2 separate regions of the Mus musculus genome follow, and region 2 is linked to region 1. The links are chromatin contacts, called in public Hi-C maps. All regions are on one chromosome and are shown on one strand. Each heading gives the region's core, a stretch centred on a gene start, on an enhancer-like site or on the middle of the called end of the contact. The rest is flanking DNA. Distances are from core to core; before and after follow the strand shown.

What was found. Hi-C and Micro-C count contacts between places; a contact is called where the count stands out from the background.
Region 2: a contact with region 1 is called in a Hi-C map of liver, with 1.8 times the contacts expected there. The contact joins the enhancer-like site here to the promoter of BB557941 in region 1. A contact is called at or near these places in 5 of 39 promoter capture datasets (the C10 cell line, the HPC-7 cell line, liver and 2 more), 15 of 484 Hi-C or Micro-C datasets (CD4 T cells, ECoMG myeloid progenitors, the G1E-ER4 cell line and 12 more), 11 of 115 datasets of contacts at active chromatin or transcription factors (CD8 T cells, the SCID.adh cell line, astrocytes and 4 more) and 2 of 9 other capture datasets (adipose tissue and pancreatic islet).

Annotation. Positions count from the first base shown.
Region 1 is chr2:57,179,194-57,183,734 of GRCm38.p6, reverse strand. BB557941 (expressed sequence BB557941) reads left to right here and starts at 1,981. Exons shown (of 3, transcript NR_040356.1): 1 at 1,981-2,080. It overlaps 4930555B11Rik (RIKEN cDNA 4930555B11 gene), which reads right to left and starts at 1,904. Exons shown (of 4, transcript NR_040633.1): 1 at 1,810-1,904. It overlaps n-TAcgc8 (a tRNA gene), which reads right to left and starts at 1,657; the gene lies at 1,586-1,657. n-TGgcc8 (a tRNA gene) reads left to right here and starts at 1,271; the gene lies at 1,271-1,341.
Region 2 is chr2:57,254,765-57,259,305 of GRCm38.p6, reverse strand. All of the region lies in intron 1 of Gpd2 (glycerol phosphate dehydrogenase 2, mitochondrial), which reads right to left. Among named protein-coding and RNA genes, the nearest start is that of Gpd2, 19 kb to the right of the region's middle. Within about 2 kb of position 2,670, at least 57 of the 459 cell types and tissues checked have an H3K27ac peak or open chromatin away from gene starts, as enhancers often do. A contact at or near this core is called in CD8 T cells, the SCID.adh cell line, Th2 cells and 6 more, where this site is marked.

The DNA.
Region 1 (4,541 bases), core at 732-3,231:
TCCACAGTATTCTATGAATTACAAGTACATCTTTGCCTTGAACAATATTTTCATGACCTCATTTCTTTCTGTTATTTTATCCTGATAGACCCTGGTTTGGATTTTGGCAGTGCCCCTTTCCATGGAAATGAGGTGAAGGTTCAGACCCATCCTACGAGCTGAAAGAGATCCCAAGAGTGTCATTTCACTCACGAGACAGGAACCATCTACAGAACTCAGGTCACTTGGCCAGAGTAAGTAATACGTCCCAGTTCTGTGTGTGTATGTGTGTGTGTGTGTGTGTGTGGGGGGGGGGGTGTCAGTAGGACAGTTCAGTTTTCTCCTAATAACTTAAGTTGTGTCAAAGTTTCTAATTCCTCATTCTCATTTCTATTTCCAATCCCTAAAAATATTTCCGTTTTTCTGACTGTTTAAAATAATTGGCCAAGCTGGGTGCTGTGGCACATGCCTTTAATCCCAGCACTTGGGAGGCAGAGGCAGGTGGATTTCTGAGTTCAAGACCAGCCTGGACTACAGAGTGAGTTCCAGGACAGCCAGGGCTACACAGAGAAACCCTGTCTGGAAAAAAGGCAGTGTTGGTGCATGCAGAGGCAGGCAGATTTCCGAGTTCCAGGCCAGCCTGGTCTACAGTGTTCCAGGACTGCACAGAGAAACTCTGTCTCGAAAAACAAAACAAAATCAAAATAGGATATATATCTCCATTATATATTATATCCACATATAATATATATTATATCCACATATATATAGTATAATATATATACATATATTATTACATACATATATATTAATATATATATATATATTATACACACATATAAATGAGATCAAAGTATTTGAAAATAGGCTGGAGATCATAAAGTTGTATATAGAGTAAATCTTCATACACTTGCATTCTTTGCCAAGAACAAAACCAAGTAAACACAAACTCCCACCCCAAAACCCTCATACAGTTTAACAAAAGTTAGAATAGTAAGAATTTTAAAATGTTAATATTTTGCCAATATTTAACGATCGTTGAATTTAAAACTCTGTGACATGCTCAATGATACATGTAGAAACGTTTTCTGCCCTAAGATTCTGTGATCAGTGGAACTATCTTCAAATACAATGTATGTAAGTGAGATTTAAAAACTTAAGGAGAAAAACAAAAGAATTCTGTTTCTTTTCCTAATTTTTAAATATATATATAAAAACAGAATTGACACAAGAATTACTCATGTGTAAATATATCCTAGTATAGTATAACAGAACACCATAATATGTGCTTGCATTGGTGGTTCAGTGGTAGAATTCTCGCCTGCCACGCGGGAGGCCCGGGTTCGATTCCCGGCCAATGCACTTGCCTTTTTGTTTCAAATCTTGTTTTTCTAAAATATTAACATTAATGAAGAAAGAAACTACGAATTTTTCTTCCTAGCATTTCGTTTCACTTGTTTTCCCAGCAATCACTAGAGTGAGTTTTCCACACTGCAGATTTTTCACGGCCTTTTTGTTTTCGGTTTTCGATGTTGTAGTGGTGGGCAAAATGTACAAGTGAAAATCTTTTCTTTGAGAAAGAATGAAAAACAGAATTCCGGCTGCTTGGAGATGCCGGGGATTGAACCCGGGACCTCACACATGCGAAGCGCGCGCTCTACCACTGAGCTACATCCCCCAGCCGCTAACTGCTCTCTTCATATGCCTACTTATACAAAGAACCCAACGCTCCTCTAAACCAAGGAGTCAGTCTGACTTTAGCAGATTCCACAGTGCATTTCTTTTTTATAATCCTTTCTCAGGCTCTGCTCGTGGTACATCTGAACCGACCCGGTGCAGGGAGCCCGCAGCTAAACTCAGCGGCCAGGAGAGTCGCAACCAGGCGGTCAACGCCAGGTTCCAGTTGGAGCCGGGAGCCTTGAACTGCCAGAGGGGCGGGACCGAGCGCAGCCCAGCTCTTTGATCCTACTGCGCAGGCGCCAACGATTCCTGGCGGGTAGCATAGGTTCTGAGCTTTTCTTTCAGCTAGGTTACAGACTGGGTCCTCTACAAGTCGGCTAGTTCGCTGGGCCAGAAGAAAGGAACTGCGGACACCATTCAGGTGACTCAAGAGACTTGTTGCTGTATATGCCTGTCTCTGCATTTAAAACTTTTGTGGATTTATCTGGGTACCCTGCACTTTTGGAAACCCCCTATGTCTCAGGAAAGCTGCGTAAAATCTATGGTTTACCTAGTGACGTTAACATTTATGCTCTGCTGTTTGGAGGACCAAATGCCCGTAGATTCTTTTAGATGGAGGTTACAGTCAACTCTTGCAGCAGAAAATGATTTTGCTATTTGCTCCTCCTTTGCATGATTCTCAACTTGAAACAAAATGATGCTGTCCCCTTCTTGGTGGCTTAGACTTGTATAAATGTTAAGATAGGGTGGAGAACCTGCTGTAGACGGCTTTTCATTCCTTTTCTATTTACACCTTGGGTCAGTCGGACTGACTGATATATATATATATCGTTTAATGTCCTCCATCTACCCTGACCTAACCGCACCTCAGCCCTAAAGTTCCAGGTGGTTGGATGCAAGCTAGATGGTTCGATGGGCTATGAATGAAAAGACGAGTGTATCTCTTCCAGGTGTATTTAAAACTGATTCCATTCCAGGTGAGGCTCAGTGGTAGCAGGGTAGGTATATGGTGTAGGCAGAGCAGCATCAGGTCGTTTCCATTTAACCTGTTAGGCTGAGGCCATAAAGCTGCGGCAGCGTGAAGGCCTGAAGTTTCCTCACCCTTCGCTTGTGCTCTCCAAAAGGCAGAGCAGAAAGCAGAAAAACGTCAAAAGTCACTGGGTAAACCACCAGCTTCATAATCACATCCTGTGTTAAGAATAAGCAAATGTCCACATATGCTTACAGCCATTTAAACAAATGATAACTCTGATTTTGTTAACTAGAACAAAGCCACACGTGGATCTAATTCAGCTATAATAAGGAATGTTTCAAAAGAAGTGGGGGAAACCAGTGGGCCGTTATCAAGGAGGCTTGCTCTATACCCAAGAATATCCCTGCATTCCTTTCCAAGACACTAGAACACACATTTCTTTCTTTCTTCTTCTTTTTTCTTTTATTATTCTCTAATATATTACATATAGACAACAGCTTTCCCCTCCCCTCTCCAACTCCCCTCTCCCCCATCTATTCCCCTATTCCCCTACCCCTGTCAGTCTCTCCTCAGAAAAAAAAAAAAAAGCAGGCTTCCCAGGAACATCCACCAAACGTGGTATAACAAGCTACAATAAGACCAAGCACAAACCATCACATCAAGACAGGAGCAGGGAACCCATAGGGAGAAAAGGGTCCCACAAGTCGTCCCCACTGTTAGGATTCCCACAAGAACACCAAAGGAGTACACATTTCCTATTTTCTTTTTTCCTTTTCTCTTCTTTTCTTTTCTTTTCTTTCTTTCTTTCTTTCTTTCTTTCTTTCTCTCTCTCTCTCTCTCTCTCTCTCTCTCTCTTTCTTTCTTTCTTTCTTTCTTTTTTTTTTTTTTTTGGTTTTTCGAGACAGGGTTTCTCTGTATAGCCCTGGCTGTCCTGGAACTCACTTTGTAGACCAGGCTGGTCTCGAACTCAGACTAGGCCATCTTCTGCTACATATGCAGCTAGAGATATGAGCTCTGGGGTGGGGGGTGGGGGGGTAACTGGTTAATTCATATTGTTGTTTCACCTATAGGGTTGCAGACCCCTTCAGCTCCTTGGAGGAGCACACATTTCTTAAACTGATTCTGAATCAGAAATTGGAGTCAGAATCAGTCTCTACCCCAAGGGTTTCAATAGGGAAACTGGGAAAGATGCATGTTCTTCTAGCAACTTGTTCTGGAATTCTCCTTAGGATTCCTTTCCTCAACCTTCTGCCGATTTAGCTACTACCAGAAGCCTTCCCTTTTTTCTCAATCAATTCTGGTTTGTTTGTTGGTTGGTTTGTTTTGGCTTCTAAGGCAGAAGCTTGATAATTAGCCTAGGCTGGTCTTGAACTTGGGACAATTCTCCTGTCTACCCCTGAGTGTGTGGATAATAGAATTGGCACATGATGCAAGCCAGGCTCTCAGTAATTTTGAGGATTTCAGAGTTAAGACCAAGGAAGCCTCATTTTAAATGCTCCTTCTCCAAGTCCACAGATCCAAAGCCCCTGGAGAGTCACCTGATAAAGCAAATGAGCCCTGGCTCTAAAACCAGCAGAGGCTGTGGTGTGGCATCACTGGTCTGGCTTGGGCCAAGTGGATAGCTTGAACTTATTGGACCATTTTACTACTGTGGTTGGTGGAGAGATGAAAAAGGAGGCATGTTCCAGAAAACTCTTTGGATCACTTCCATTTTTGTATGCAAATAAAAGTGCCCCAGGTTTTAAAAGGCTGATCAAATATCACTAACTATATAGCATTTACAAAGCCAAAGCAAACTAACCAAACAACCAAACCACAACAGCAAAAACACACCAGGATGCATTCCAAATCCTCCTTTCCTTTTATTTATTTATTTATTTATTTATTTATTTATTTATTTATTTATTTT
Region 2 (4,541 bases), core at 1,421-3,920, 75 kb before region 1:
ACAATAAATCACTAAACACAATACTATCAATGCCTTCATTTCTTCCTTAGTCCAAGTGTCCGTCCCATCTCAATTTTTCCTTTACCTGCATTATAAAGGTTTTTTCTATTTCTTCCAAACTATCGGGCTGGTGATAATTTGTACAAACTTTAAGCTCTCTATGTACTTCCAACTTATCACCATGGTTAGAAACTGAGAGCCAAATTATCTAAAACTGTGTTCCAAAAACAAATAAATTGCTCCAAACATTGAAAAGAGGCCACAAAGCAGCATCTTAGCACTTGGACTTTCCTCCTCTGGCTTTAACACTGGTGGGCATTTCATTTCTCCCTGTCTCTTCTCATCTTGTAGGTTAGATAATGTGTGCATCTTGATGTAAGAAATATGGACATAGCAAATAACCCACAGTTCTTACAAACACAAAGAATTCCAAGTTAGGCATAATGGGGAATACCTGTCACTAGGGAAGCAAAAACCTGAGGATTCTAACTCAAGGCCATTCCACACAGAGCTGCAAATCCTCCTGGCTGAGAGACTCTGTCTCAAACATCTAAAATCTGGGTAGCATGTGGTGACCCACACTTTTGATCCCAGCATTTGTGTGGAGGCAGAGGAATGGAGATCTTTGTAAATTCAAGGTCAGCCCTATATGTATAGTGAGTTCCAGGCCATCTATAGTTACATAGTGAGACTCTGGCTAAACATACATAAAAATAAAAGGAAATACCTCACTGATGAGTGACAGCCCTATACAGGAGGAGACAGAAGGATTATGAGTTTGAGCTACATAAATCATCTCAGAAAATACAAAATAAAAGTGTGGGCCCCAGCAGAGGGCTCTGTGAAGAAAGTGATTAGCATGCAAGTGTGAGGATCAGTTTGGGTTCCCAGCACCCTGTAAATGCCAGGCAAGCATGGCAGCCCATCCGGAATGCCAACACCCGAAAAGAGGAGACGTGGGAGCTCAAGCTGGATAGCCAGTCTAATCAGTCCAGCAAGCTCTGGGTTCAAGTAAGAGCTCTGTCTCGATACAGTAGGTGGGGCTCAATTGAGGAAGACGACAGACTTCAGACTCTGGCCATGTACATCGTACACACACACAAATATACAAACAAACATGCACACAACACACATGCTGGTTAATTTGATGACTACTTGAGATCCTCTCATCGGAGAGGCAGGATCCTCAATTAATAAAATGCCTCCCTAAGATTGTATCATAGGCAAGCCCATAGAGCATTCTTTTTCCAATTAGTGATTGATGGGGAAGGGCTCAGCCCATTGTGGGTGGTGCCACCAGTGAGATCTTGGCCCTGGGTTCTATATGAATGCAGGCCAAGCAAGCCAGTAAGCAGCACCTCTCCATGGCCTCTGCATCAGCTCCTGCCTCCATCTCACTGCTCTGACTTCCTCAGGGATGGACTGTGATGTGGAAGTGTAAGCCAAATAAACCCTTTCCTCCTCAAGATGCTTTTGGTCATGGTGTTTTATTACAGCAATAGTGCCCCTAACCACTCTCACACAAGATTATTTCAAAGCGCACACATACACACACATATGCATGCACACAACTCAGCTTTTATACCCTCACCTACATAGACCCACACTTACCTCAAAAATTAATACAGTAAACCTCTCCTGCTCTACAAACAATTGGAGTGTCTTTCTATACTCAAAACAGATTTTAAAAAGTTATTTTTTAACTGGTGTGGATAGAAAATGCAAAGCTCTTTGTCTTCTAACCACACATATGCATATCACCTCAGCTAATTGGAATCAATATATTCATTTGTATGGCAAAGTAGAGTCACCCTAGTTCTAGACAACATTTTTGCCAAATGGCACGAATATACCTACATTTATACTCTGCATCATTAAAATAGGATTATGTATAATTGATACCTCTTTATAACACAGGGTTATATATCATATGTAAACAGTGTATGTTCAACATAATTTATAACTAAACTATTGTCAGTATCGTATGTTGACACTTTCAAGTCTTTTTCAGTACATACAAGTGCCTCTAAGATAAAGTAATTAAGTCCAATTTCAAAATGTGAGCTATATTTTTGTTATTGCTATATTTTAGAACTCAAATACACACCACACACACATTAACACAGGAAAACAAAAATCAAAAGCTCTTAGAATATAACCAAAGCAAGAATTTGAAATATTCAGAAAAATATCCCTTAGCCATCTTGCCAAGTGAAGAAGGCAGGTAGAGGGCCACTGAGTCTGAAAGTGTGCAGCCTGCTAGATACCCAGCACAGCTCTGAGGAGGATCCCTCTGTTGTCATGGATTGGGGGTGTTTTATAAACATAAGATCCTCTTAAGATATTTTTAAATGACAAGTGCTATGAAACAGTAAATAAAATGAGTAACAATTTAGAGTAACTGGGTGTGGGGGGGGGGTAGGGAGTAGTGACAGCATTGAATTTGGATAGTGTTCATGAGTGTGCTGTGGGGAGGTCTCTTGAGAAGAGGTCAGCATATAGTTCATGAGGGAAAGGCTTTTGCAAGAGGCCAGCAGACAAAGATACTCTCAGCCTGTACAGGCGCCACATCTCTGGTATGCCAAAAGGCCACTGTGGCTGCATCAAGTGGCCTCTGCAGTTGGTCCCAGCTGAGGTCAGAAGGAGAGACAGGTGCCAAGTCACACACGACCTCCTCCTAGCAAGGCTTTCATTCTGACAATGCGGGAGACAGGAAGTCAGTGGAGGGCTTTAAGCTACAGCACTCAGATGAAATTTGTGTTTCAAAAGAAAGACTCCAGAGTGGTCTGCGGATCAGATCGCGGTAGAGCATTTGCCTACCAGGAGAGGTCTTTTATTTGAAACCCAGAGATGGAGGGAGATCAGAGTGGGTAGAGTGTATAAAACCAATTTGGTTGGTTTTTTTTGGTTTGGTTTGTTTTTTTTTTTTTTTTTACAGAACACAGCCATGCTTATCAATATATGAAATGTATGAAAAGGAGGCAGAAGGGACTAGAGAGAGAAAGAATAAAGAACCTCCCTGAGAAAGAAAGAAAAACACACAAACTGCAATCAAAGAATAGTATCTACAGTAGGAAAACCCACACTTCCGGAATCATCTCAAGTACAAAAACCTATTGGACACATACTTGAGAGACTGCTCCCTCCCTCTCATTCACTGTGACAGGCTGATACAAAGAACAGCCTCTCCAATACCCACAGAGGTAGGTGTCTTCACATCTAATCCCCCTGGGGCTGGGGTTGTTTGCCAATTACCTTCCCATATACACACACAGTCCTCATAACTGGAACTGATTTTGGACATGTGTTGCAAAAGGATCTCGGGTCATATCTACCATCTGCTAACCTGCTGTGTGAAGCAGAGTGACCCAGTTAAATGCACATGTAATAGGGAAGAGAGACTGTATATGGTTAATTACAGTTACTCATTTTTATGGGTTTGAATCTTGACGAGGATGCTTGGCCCTCTTCCCCACCACCACCACCACCATCCCATTTTATTTCATAATTTCCCCCCTATTGGAGACTGAAGAGTGAAAGTCAATTGCCGGAACATTGTTGTCACACTAGAAGCTAAAGGGCCCTGCATTTCAATTCCAGCTCAGAAAACACTCTTGACTGAGCAGTTGCAATTCTCCAGACCCCAGTGGACTAGGCTAACACTGTTGTCAGTCAAATCACAGGGTGGATGGAACTCGGCAGAGCACGTTAGCAATTCAGACTCAACAGCCTCTCCTCAGCCAGGAACTCTTAAGATAATGCTGAAGGAATCAAAGCCGAAAGATTTAGCACAGAGCTTGAGCCCAAAGCTCACCAAGACACAGGCAGGAAGCAAGTGACTTGTAAAATGGTATTTCTAATAGGACTCTTGTCAAAACTCCAGGTTCCAATATCAATGAGGTGACCTTCAGGACCGACCTCACCCAGTGCACTTCTGCCTACTCCCGAAACCATTACCTCAGCAGCTGCCAACAACGTTATGTTCTGAGGCAGCTGAGTGCTTCCACAGAGACTGTGACCTGACGTGTTCAACCCAGCCTAGGACAGCCTCAGCCTTTAAAAAATAGATACCTGGCTTCTCTGGACCTCAAGACCGGAAGTGGAATAATGTACCTACGTATTAAAAACAATAACCAGGTGTCCGGCCCGGTGCATATCTTTAGTTCCAGCACTGAGGAGGCAGAGGGAGACATATCTCCGAGTTTGATGTCAGCCTGGTCTACAGAGTGAGCCCAAGGACAGCTGGGGATACATAGAGAAACCCTGCCTGGAAAAACAAAAACAAACAAAAAAGCCACATGGAGTTTGGACCCTCGCACACATGTAAAAGCTGGGCATACTGGGGGTTGTGTGTAACTCTCATGCTAGTGAGAGAAGAAGATGATGGATCCCCTTCCTGGCCAGGTATCAAGCCAGTCGGTGTTTAGATTTCTTATAAATTGTTAGCATTAGGGATAGAGACACCGTGATGAGAATGTAGAAAAGTATATAAAGCAGTGACCCGACTCAACAGAGCTGGGACACACCTATAATCCAGGAAG